Linked DNA regions of Mus musculus: regions 1 and 3 are each linked to region 2. The links are chromatin contacts, called in public HiChIP or PLAC-seq maps. All regions are on one chromosome and are shown on one strand. Each heading gives the region's core, a stretch centred on a gene start, on an enhancer-like site or on the middle of the called end of the contact. The rest is flanking DNA. Distances are from core to core; before and after follow the strand shown.

Region 1 (2,904 bases), core at 147-2,646, 220 kb before region 2:
TCCCCAGGCTGCTAGGAACCGGGACATTTATCAGCTCAGGCCACCTAGCTTCCTTGTGTCCCCACAGCAGCAGGCATCTGTTGGTTCCTCTCCTGTCCCCCTGTGGGTCTCCATGACACTGCTTGTCACCCTCGAGGCGTCCATCTTTCCCCTTCACAGAATCTGTCACTTAACACTTTCATAAATGGCTGCCCCTGAGACCCCTGTCCATTCCTAGTCAGCCTTTGTGTCTGTCATGTAGGTGACATCAGACCATGTCAGTTTCTTCTGTGTGACACATATTGGACCTGAAAGATTTACAGAGCTTGACCTCACATACATTGTGTCTGTGTATATTGTATTTGTGTGTGTGTGTGTGTGTGTGTGTGTGTGTGTGTGTGTGCATGTGCTCGAGTGTCTATGCTTGTGTGTGCATGTGTAAAGGTCAAAGGTTGATGCTGGGTTTCTTCCACATTAATCTCTAACATTTCAAAGATATATATTTTTTATTAATTATTGCCATGAGCTCTGTATGATATGTGTGGGCACATGCATGCCTCGGCACATGTGCAGATCAGAGGACAACTTTGTGGAGTCACTTCTCTCCTATCTTCTACTGAATTCCAGGGATCACAGAAAGGTTGTCAGCAAGTGTTTGTACCTGCCAAGCCATACAGCCGGCCCCATCTCTACCTTTGTTTTCAAAAGAGTCTCTCTTAAATCTGTAGCTTCCTGACCTCACTGGGCTGGCTGGTAGGTGAACTCCAGGGATACATCTGTTGCTGCCTCCCCTGCACTGGGCACCAGTATTGCAGGTACGTGTCATCATGCCCGACTGGGGATCCGAACTCAGGATCTGAGCCTCATGCTTGAACAGCAAACACTTTACCAATGGGGCCATCTTCCTTGCCTGTACATTGTTATCTCTTGATCCCTCTACCAATCCTATGAATGTTATCACCATGCCCATTTTATACAAGGCAATTTAGACTCAAAGATCCAGAGTGGACAATTTGGGAAAATCTGGGTATCATCCCAGATCATTTCAAAGATAGTACACCTTAAATCCAGGTCTTCTAACCCCAAGAGTCACTTCAGAAGACAGTATGGGATTAAGCAGGAGGAATTGGAGACGTGCCCTGGAAGTGAAATGACTATTTTGGAAGATGAAAATGTGTGTGTGTGTGTGTGTGTGTGTGTGTGTGTGTGTGTGTGGTGTGTGTGTGTGTGTGTGTGTGTGTGTGTGTGTGGTGTGTGTGTGTGTGTGTGTGTGTGTGCTTGTTTGTGCACTTGTGGTTAGGGCCAGCCCTGGGAAGCACAGCAGAGGAAGAAAAAAATATGCATAGCAACTCCCTTGGTAAAGGGCACAGGTGCCCAGGCCATGAATTCAGCTGATCAAACCGTGTGCACAACTGATCCCAGGAGACAGGGAAGTTTCAATTCAGTTACCAATGAGGATTGGTGCACCTCCGGTAGTCTGAGCTGGGCTCTGAAGAACCAGGCTGGCCCTACATCTCTGAACTCATGGAGAGGCTGGGGCATACATGACCCTGGAGCTTTTATCATGTCTATCCTGTCACATCGTAAGTCAGACTCAAAGCATCAATCACGTCACAGCCCTGGGGTACAGAAGCCACGCAGTTGGAGGAAACTAGCCTGAATGACACCAGGAAAGGAAAGAGATGGACTGTTCCAGACACCACCTTCATAGATGTTCCAGAAGAAACAAGGCAATTTTAATTCGTCTTTAGAGGCAGCCGCAGAGGCTTATCACGGTATAGTACCTGAAGAACGGGGATACAGGTAGGCTGATTTTTGGAGTCCTTTCTTCTAGAAGAAAACAAATTAAACTGGGGAGCCATTTGCTCAAAACAAAATTTTATCTCTGATAGACTTTCATTGTTTGGCATTATACAAAAATTAATATGAATCCCTTAGAGCCAATCATTCCTTTTAAAATTTGAAGCAAAAAGAAAAAACCCTTAATACTTGAGTCTCTTACATCAGAAAGGATTCACTGAACATCTGTCAGCAGGCGCTGTGTTGGGGTTCATTTCTCCTTGAATTCCCCATCTATTAAGAAGCAGGATGCTCACTGCTTGAAATGTCAGCAGTACTAGTGGCACCTTCATTTTGTCAATTAAAATTTACACTCTGACCCATTGTAGGGGTGGCCATCCGGCTCAGTGATGCTCTCATTGTTCTTCACGTTGCTGCATGAGGGAATACATGGCAAGCAGGGAGTTGTAAAACTTCCGGTAGGTTTCATCTTCACAAATAAAAATAAATGGTCTGAGGGAGACTGGAGAGGCTGCAATTGTGCTAAGCATCTCACCATGATAGCTCAGCTATTCATACCTTATGAAATCGTGTTCCAACTGAATATAATTTTGTTTAACTTAAGGGAAGAGCTTTTGATAATTAATGTTCACGTATTTTTCCAACTGAGGTCATACAGCATCTGCCATGCGATTGGCCAAGTCTTGGTTAATGGGTAGACATAGCGAAGGATTTGATTTTATCACTGCCCTCTTCAAGACTGAGATTTGTCTTTTCTATCTTTTCCACTTCTGAAGCTTCCCAAAGGCGAGTCTTACACTTTGTATTTCTAGAGGATCCTTTCTAACATTCTCCATGGCTTAGGAGTTTTTCTAGCTCCCGTGATATGGGTTTAAAAACCTGTTTCTTTACGGCTGTCCAATGTTCTTCCTAAGTGTAGGCAATTGAGAGCTAGCCATGTGGGATGTGGGAGGTGACGGTGCATGCTGAGAGTTCAGGAGAAAGGGCCAAGCTGATATTCTAGAGAGAACACTTGAAAGTTGGTAAGCACTGTGACCCTTCAGTCTTAGAAGTGCCATCCCTATTAGCCATCAGAGATGCCATTCTACATACTGGTCTGTCTCACTCTGTCTTCTTTCAGCCCCT
Region 2 (3,073 bases), core at 208-2,707:
GCATGTGGAGGCCAGAGGTTAATGTGAGGTGTCCTCATCCTCCACTCTCCATTTCACTTACTGAGGCATGGTCTCTCTCACTTGAACCCAGAACTCACCTATAGGACAGACGAGCTAGCTAGACAGTGACCATGGGAGTCCCTCCTCGGCTTCCCAAGCACTGGCATTACAGGGAGCCACCACACCTCCCAGGCTTCCATGTGGGCTCTGGGGAATCTGAACTCCGCCCCTCATATTTGTGCAGCTAGGGCTTTATCCACCGAGCCATTGCCCCAGTCCATGATCCGATCTTAAAGTTCTTTTCATTTCGGTGAGTCTCCTACAAGATTCCTCTCCTTGTTCTCTCTAGTTTCTCAGTTTTGTGACATGAGGCTGCATACAAGAAACTAGCACAAACGTTCAACAAATAGGGCTCTTTCATAGACAAGGATTTACCCAATGTCAGCTGTCACTGCAGCCGTTGTAAAACTTTTGTTCCTGGGGCTGTTTCCCAAAAGTTTTCATTGCTTGTCTCTTCAATGACAGAAGTGTTAGAGATACATAGATTCTAGGTAAGACCAGCTAAAACAGGTTATTCCAGACTCTTGCCCTTGATGCCTATAGACATCCCTTTTACAGTCCCTCTAAATTCCAGCAGTGGGCTGGAGTCCTGTACCGTGCTGGACAGCTCTACCTGGAAGCCTTCCTCTCCACAAACTCTGCAAATTAAGTGTGTCATTTGTCCTCCAACTGTCCTTCTTCATATTCTCTCTTTTAGTCAATTACTCAGTCTTACATCATCTTTGGTCTTCCTCGTGTTCTTTAAATAGACATACAAACGTTTACCTTTTAAGACAACTAAAATTTTACTTGGTAACAGTGGATTGAGATCATCATTCCTTTTATAGTCACTTGGAAAAGTGATTGAAACTGGTGTTTGCTTGTTTGTCTGTTCCTTCCTCAGGGTCCCCATTGACTTAGATGGCTCACTATCCAACCTTCTCCTCCCTATCTCCAATCCTCTGATAAAGACTCTTCTGGAACTCTACTGTGCTTCTATTTCCCCCTTGCATTCAAAGCACTTGAGACCTTTGGTGGCATGAGCATGTGGTTACAGATTGTTCACACATCAGCAGTGAACGTGGGCTAGAATAAGGACTAGCCTAAAACCATTAGTGCCTACTCTCCCAACAACCCACTTCTTCCAACAAGCCCCTTCCTTCCAAAGCTCCCAGGATTTCCCAAAACAGCGCCACCAGCTAGGCCCACATTTGCAAAGGCTAAGAATCACTTCACATTCATACCATAATGGCCTTAGGCCCCCTGCAACAGTGACCTCTCCTAGACCAGGGTCACTTTGGTAGCCCAGTGCAGCACACAAGCAGACATCCTTATGTGTTGCTTTGATGAGGAGAACCCCATTGCAGTTATGACGCACCATCCTGTTTAAGTAAACTGGGGACTCTCAGTGACAATATGCTGATATTCATGATGAATTCATACTTAGTGCACTGGCAACTGCCTTTCGCAGCTGTTTTCCTGGGGGCACTTTACAGTTTTTATCAAGATAGTCTCAAGAGATTTGCAATGGAGATTACTCCTTCATCCTTTTTTTTTTTTTTTTTAAGCTGAGAAAAACAAAGCATACAATTTTAAGAGTCCTACCGAGGATATTCAAATATAAAACTCATGTGGGAAAGTAATATATTCTTTTGACTCTCTGAGCTGTAGCCCTTCTCCCCTAAGAGGCTTCTCTTTTTCTAAAGAAAAACAAGTAGCGCCTTATCAGCTCTGTCCCTGGTTGGAGACCAAGGGAGTCTCTACTCATCTGTTCAAGCCCAGATTCCCCATGGTAGCATCTGAAAAGGAAAATGCCTGTATGGTGTCTCCGCTGTCATATTCAGTTTTATTTATTGACTTTTTATGATTAAACTAATGCAAAAATAAAAAACAAACAAACAAAGTTGAAGGAGAGAAAAAAAACAAAAGACAAAAACAATAAAATACAGAATATCAAAATAGATTTTGAAATGATGAACAAAGAAAAGCTGATAAGCCTGTGGCCAAACTGATAAGGCAACAAAGGAAAAGCGGCAGAGTTGGCCATGAGAGCAGAGTGGGGCACCATTAGTACTCCTGCAGGCACGAAAGGGACAAGAAGGAAATAGCAAGGTAGCTTTGAGCCTATACATTCAATGGCTTGGATAAAACTGGAAAGAAATTAAGAAATTGGAAAAATGCAAACTACCTGTCACATAAAAGCCAAAGGATGAATTGAATAGGTTAGTTTTGTTTTTTGTTTTTTTTTTTTAAATCTGTGAAAGAAATTGCATTTAAAATTAAAATACTTCCTGGGACAAAACTCCAATATGAGAATTTCACAGCTGAATTGCACCAAAATTTGCTGAGAAATGGTATCAGTTCTAGAGATGCCATTATAAAATGTACCAGAAGGAGTGTGTTGGCTCACTTGAAGAGGTGAATATCACCCTAGACCCAAGACAGAAGGATACAATATAGAAAGAAAAGTACATTATTAATAGCTTTCATACATCTTTACTAGCCACTTAGCGAGTCAAAATTCTCAAAATATAAAAATATACATAGAAAAAAAAAACAGTTTAGGCCAAGAATATAAAACTGCCTTAAATCTCAAAAATGAATCAAAATAATTTATCAAGTTAATTGATGAACAAAAGAAAAGCCAGATCAGTTCATTTTAATAGTTGAAGCATAAAAAAAAAAAATTGAGGAAATTCAATACCCATACATGATAAAAGAAATTCTCAGAAGTTCAGAAATAGAGAATTCCTTCTGTATGATTTAAAAGTGTCCAAAAGCAAACCAAACTTTTACCTCACTTTTCATATTAAAAAAAAAAAAACTTGAAATGAGTTATAGATTTAAGTTTCAGAGCTAAAGTAATGAAATTGTTAGAAGAAGCTAGAGCGGAAATCGTGGCAATTGGGGATTAGACAAAGATTTCTGAAATGGGATGCAAACAATGCAGACTATAAAAGAAAAACAACTTGACAAGGTGAACTCACAGTCCATTTTACTCTTAAGATGACATGGCTAGAGGGGGAAAGGAGCA
Region 3 (2,834 bases), core at 64-2,563, 240 kb before region 2:
AAATCAGACTCCATGCATTTATGTTTTAAGTCATGAATTCACACAGAGATGGGGCGTTTATGCAATAGCTGTATTGGCCTCCCATACTATTCTCTGAAGTAGACATAATAATAAACTGCTCCCTAAGTTCTTAACGGTATGGTCATAGAGCCTCTCAGAAACTCTTTATTCAGTACATGTTGACTATACGGAGAACTTGTCAACCCACAGGGAATAAATACAGAGACTATGGAGTATTCATCTCCAAATTTAATAGCTACGTCACAAGGGTGTGTGTGTATAAAGATGATAAGAACCAGAGGTAATGGACACCTGTAGCAAAACAGTAGTTGTAGGACATGATAGTGCCATTGAGAGCAAGAACTCATATCAATTGTGGCTGCATGCAGAAGACCTGCCAAGACCAAGATGGCTGAACTCCTGGCATGCATTGGCAGGAATTCTTGAGGTCTCTCACCCTACCTAGCCTTACTGAGGAGCTATTGGCTAAGTGGCTGCTGGGGGAAGTCGGGGGAGAGACAGTTTTCTTTAGGGATGCAGCCCCAGAGGGGCAACACATGTTCCATCCACACGCGTGCACATCCGTGTATCACTGAGGACTTAGTGGGCTTAAGAAAAGAGCGTGCGGAGCTGAGACAGAACAGAACTGAGGGACTGAGGAGGAACTGGAAAGAAGGGGAGGCAGTGTGGATTTGACCAGAAAACACGTATGAGATTCTCAAACAATAAACAATGACGGGAGCAATGGTCAGGAAGAGCTTAAATTAAGATACACAAATACTGCAGAAACTTCCTCTCTAGCTGAGCACAGCGGACTGCTGGACCTGCGAGCTTCTGGTCAAAGCCCACGGCAGTCCTGCACTGACACGCATACACGTGAGTAGATTCTCCTGTGAGAGCAACAGCAGCCTGCGGTCCTTCTGCCTCGTGAACCTCACAACGTACCACCTTTTGATTACACTCAAAGGGACACTTGTGCCCTGGAAATGTGAGAAATGATGGCACAGGAGAATGCTGAGGAGACTAGGGAAGGAAATTGACGCACAGATTATGAGGCCAATCGTGATTCACAGAGCAGCCCCCCACCCCGCACCCCCATCGTGCACCTAGGTTAGAGCATCTGTTACAAAACATTTAGTTGGCTTGCCCCATCTGCATATGCCTTAGCAGCACATCCCTTTTGACTTATATACCAGGAAGTCCAAGCCAGTTTTGGAGTGACCTGTTGAGGTTTCTGGCCCTGTAAGCATGCCCGCTGTCTGCAGAACCACTTGGGGGCAGCACCTGCTCACTGCCACTGCAACTGTGGCCCACCACTGTGGCTTGTCTCCCTACAGGGCCTCTTCATCTTCTCTTAGCTGCAGATCTCAGGGTTGCCAATGCATATCTCCATCCAGCAGTGTTAAACCAAACTGAGCTTCATTCTCCAGATGAAGACTTCTCTACACTGCCTTTCTTCCATCCCCGAGCACTGGGCAACACTACCTTATTATAGGGACTAAATCCTTTGGACTCTAGGTAATTCTCTCTCTGTTGTAGGAAGACTGCACTATGGTCTGGGTTGGAGGCAGGTGCCTTGCTGCCTGCCATCTTCTTCTTCTTTTTTTTTTAAAGATTTATTTATTTTTATTGTATATAAGTACACTGAGCTGTCTTCAGACACTCCAGAAGAGGGAGTCGATCATTACAGATGGTTGTGAGCCACCATGTGGTTGCTGGGATTTGAACTTCGGACCTTCGGAAGAGCAGTCGGGTGCTCTTACCCACTGAGCCATCTCACCAGCCCCCAGCCTGCCATCTTCTCTTTTCAATACTGTTCCCATCCTCTTATTTCTTTCTTCATGAAAGCCAACTCCTGGGGAAGGAGGATGCCAGCTAGCTGCCAGTCCCACACTTCTGACAGATGTGTGTATTGAGTGAATCCTTAAATGCAGAAACTATCTCCCTACCTAGTCCTTCAATGAAAGTTTTGAGTATCACTCTTTGCCCCACACGATTTCATTAGAGCAGATCTCTGAAAAAATACTGTATAACAAAGAGGAATCATTTTAAAATTGTGATGTGTATTCTTAGCAAGTTGATCCCAAAGGATGCAGTGATCCATCCTTCAGCAATCAATGACAATTCTTGAACTTGTTCCTTGGATAGGTATATTCTGCACTGCCTAAACCTTACTCATCTATATAGACACCACTCTGTGTGTGTGTTCCTCATTCTGCCTTGCTAACCATACTAGTATGAATAATGTCTGTTCTTACATATGTGTGGGCATATGTTTGAGAATCAGAACCACCTGACCTTCCAAAAATATGAAAAAGACAATATGTCTGAATAATTGCTTAGTTGATTGTGTTATCATAACTTCAAGTGTTGAATGACTGAACGTGTTTTCCCCCTAGATACTGAAGAGGTCTATCATTGAGGGATAGGTTTATGTGTAAGTCCAGAGTACTAGTGACTCAAACTGAGAGTTGAGTTTTCTGTTTTTTTCCCTAGCAGTATAAATTAGGGGTCATTCAGACCAAGGCTGCTGAGAAATCCTTGGAACCCAGGGTTTTCATTTTCTATCCCCAAGGGCATTTTTCAGAAGTCGCACATGCAATCTCCAAGTGTAGTCTTCTTGCTAGACTCAGCTTCACAGAAGGCTGAGGAAGGCGGTCTTCATTCCAAGTGATCATTTTTTTTCAACTAAAAATGAGAAAAGTTAAATAAAGAACAGATAGAAAGGAAAAAAATAGAAGTATCTATTCTAGAATCATGGGAGTGCAAGATGTGGTATCTGTTCTCAGATGACTCTTGGTTTCCTTTTTTCCTGGAATGCCCATTATGTAGTA

What was found. HiChIP or PLAC-seq counts read pairs in DNA pulled down with a chosen protein or histone mark.
Region 1: an H3K27ac HiChIP or PLAC-seq map of large pre-B cells shows a contact between it and region 2, with 2.3 times the contacts expected there. The contact joins two enhancer-like sites. A contact is called at or near these places in 4 of 115 datasets of contacts at active chromatin or transcription factors (embryonic forebrain, large pre-B cells, pancreatic cancer cells and 1 more) and 1 of 9 other capture datasets (embryonic stem cells).
Region 3: a contact with region 2 is called in an SMC1A HiChIP or PLAC-seq map of large pre-B cells, with 8 times the contacts expected there. The contact joins two enhancer-like sites. A contact is called at or near these places in 1 of 15 datasets of contacts at CTCF or cohesin (large pre-B cells), 3 of 484 Hi-C or Micro-C datasets (B cells and embryonic stem cells), 4 of 115 datasets of contacts at active chromatin or transcription factors (embryonic forebrain, large pre-B cells, pancreatic cancer cells and 1 more) and 1 of 9 other capture datasets (embryonic stem cells).

What each region holds. Positions count from the first base shown.
Region 1 is chr1:164,883,538-164,886,441 of GRCm38.p6, reverse strand. It overlaps Gm32652 (a long non-coding RNA gene), which reads left to right. Exons shown (of 5, transcript XR_865700.2): 2 at 708-794. Among named protein-coding and RNA genes, the nearest start is that of Gm32652, 15 kb to the left of the region's middle. Within about 2 kb of position 1,396, at least 3 of the 459 cell types and tissues checked have an H3K27ac peak or open chromatin away from gene starts, as enhancers often do.
Region 2 is chr1:164,661,810-164,664,882 of GRCm38.p6, reverse strand. No RefSeq gene overlaps it. Among named protein-coding and RNA genes, the nearest start is that of Dpt, 130 kb to the left of the region's middle. Within about 2 kb of position 1,457, at least 7 of the 459 cell types and tissues checked have an H3K27ac peak or open chromatin away from gene starts, as enhancers often do.
Region 3 is chr1:164,903,695-164,906,528 of GRCm38.p6, reverse strand. No RefSeq gene overlaps it. Among named protein-coding and RNA genes, the nearest start is that of Gm32652, 5.5 kb to the right of the region's middle. Within about 2 kb of position 1,313, at least 3 of the 459 cell types and tissues checked have an H3K27ac peak or open chromatin away from gene starts, as enhancers often do.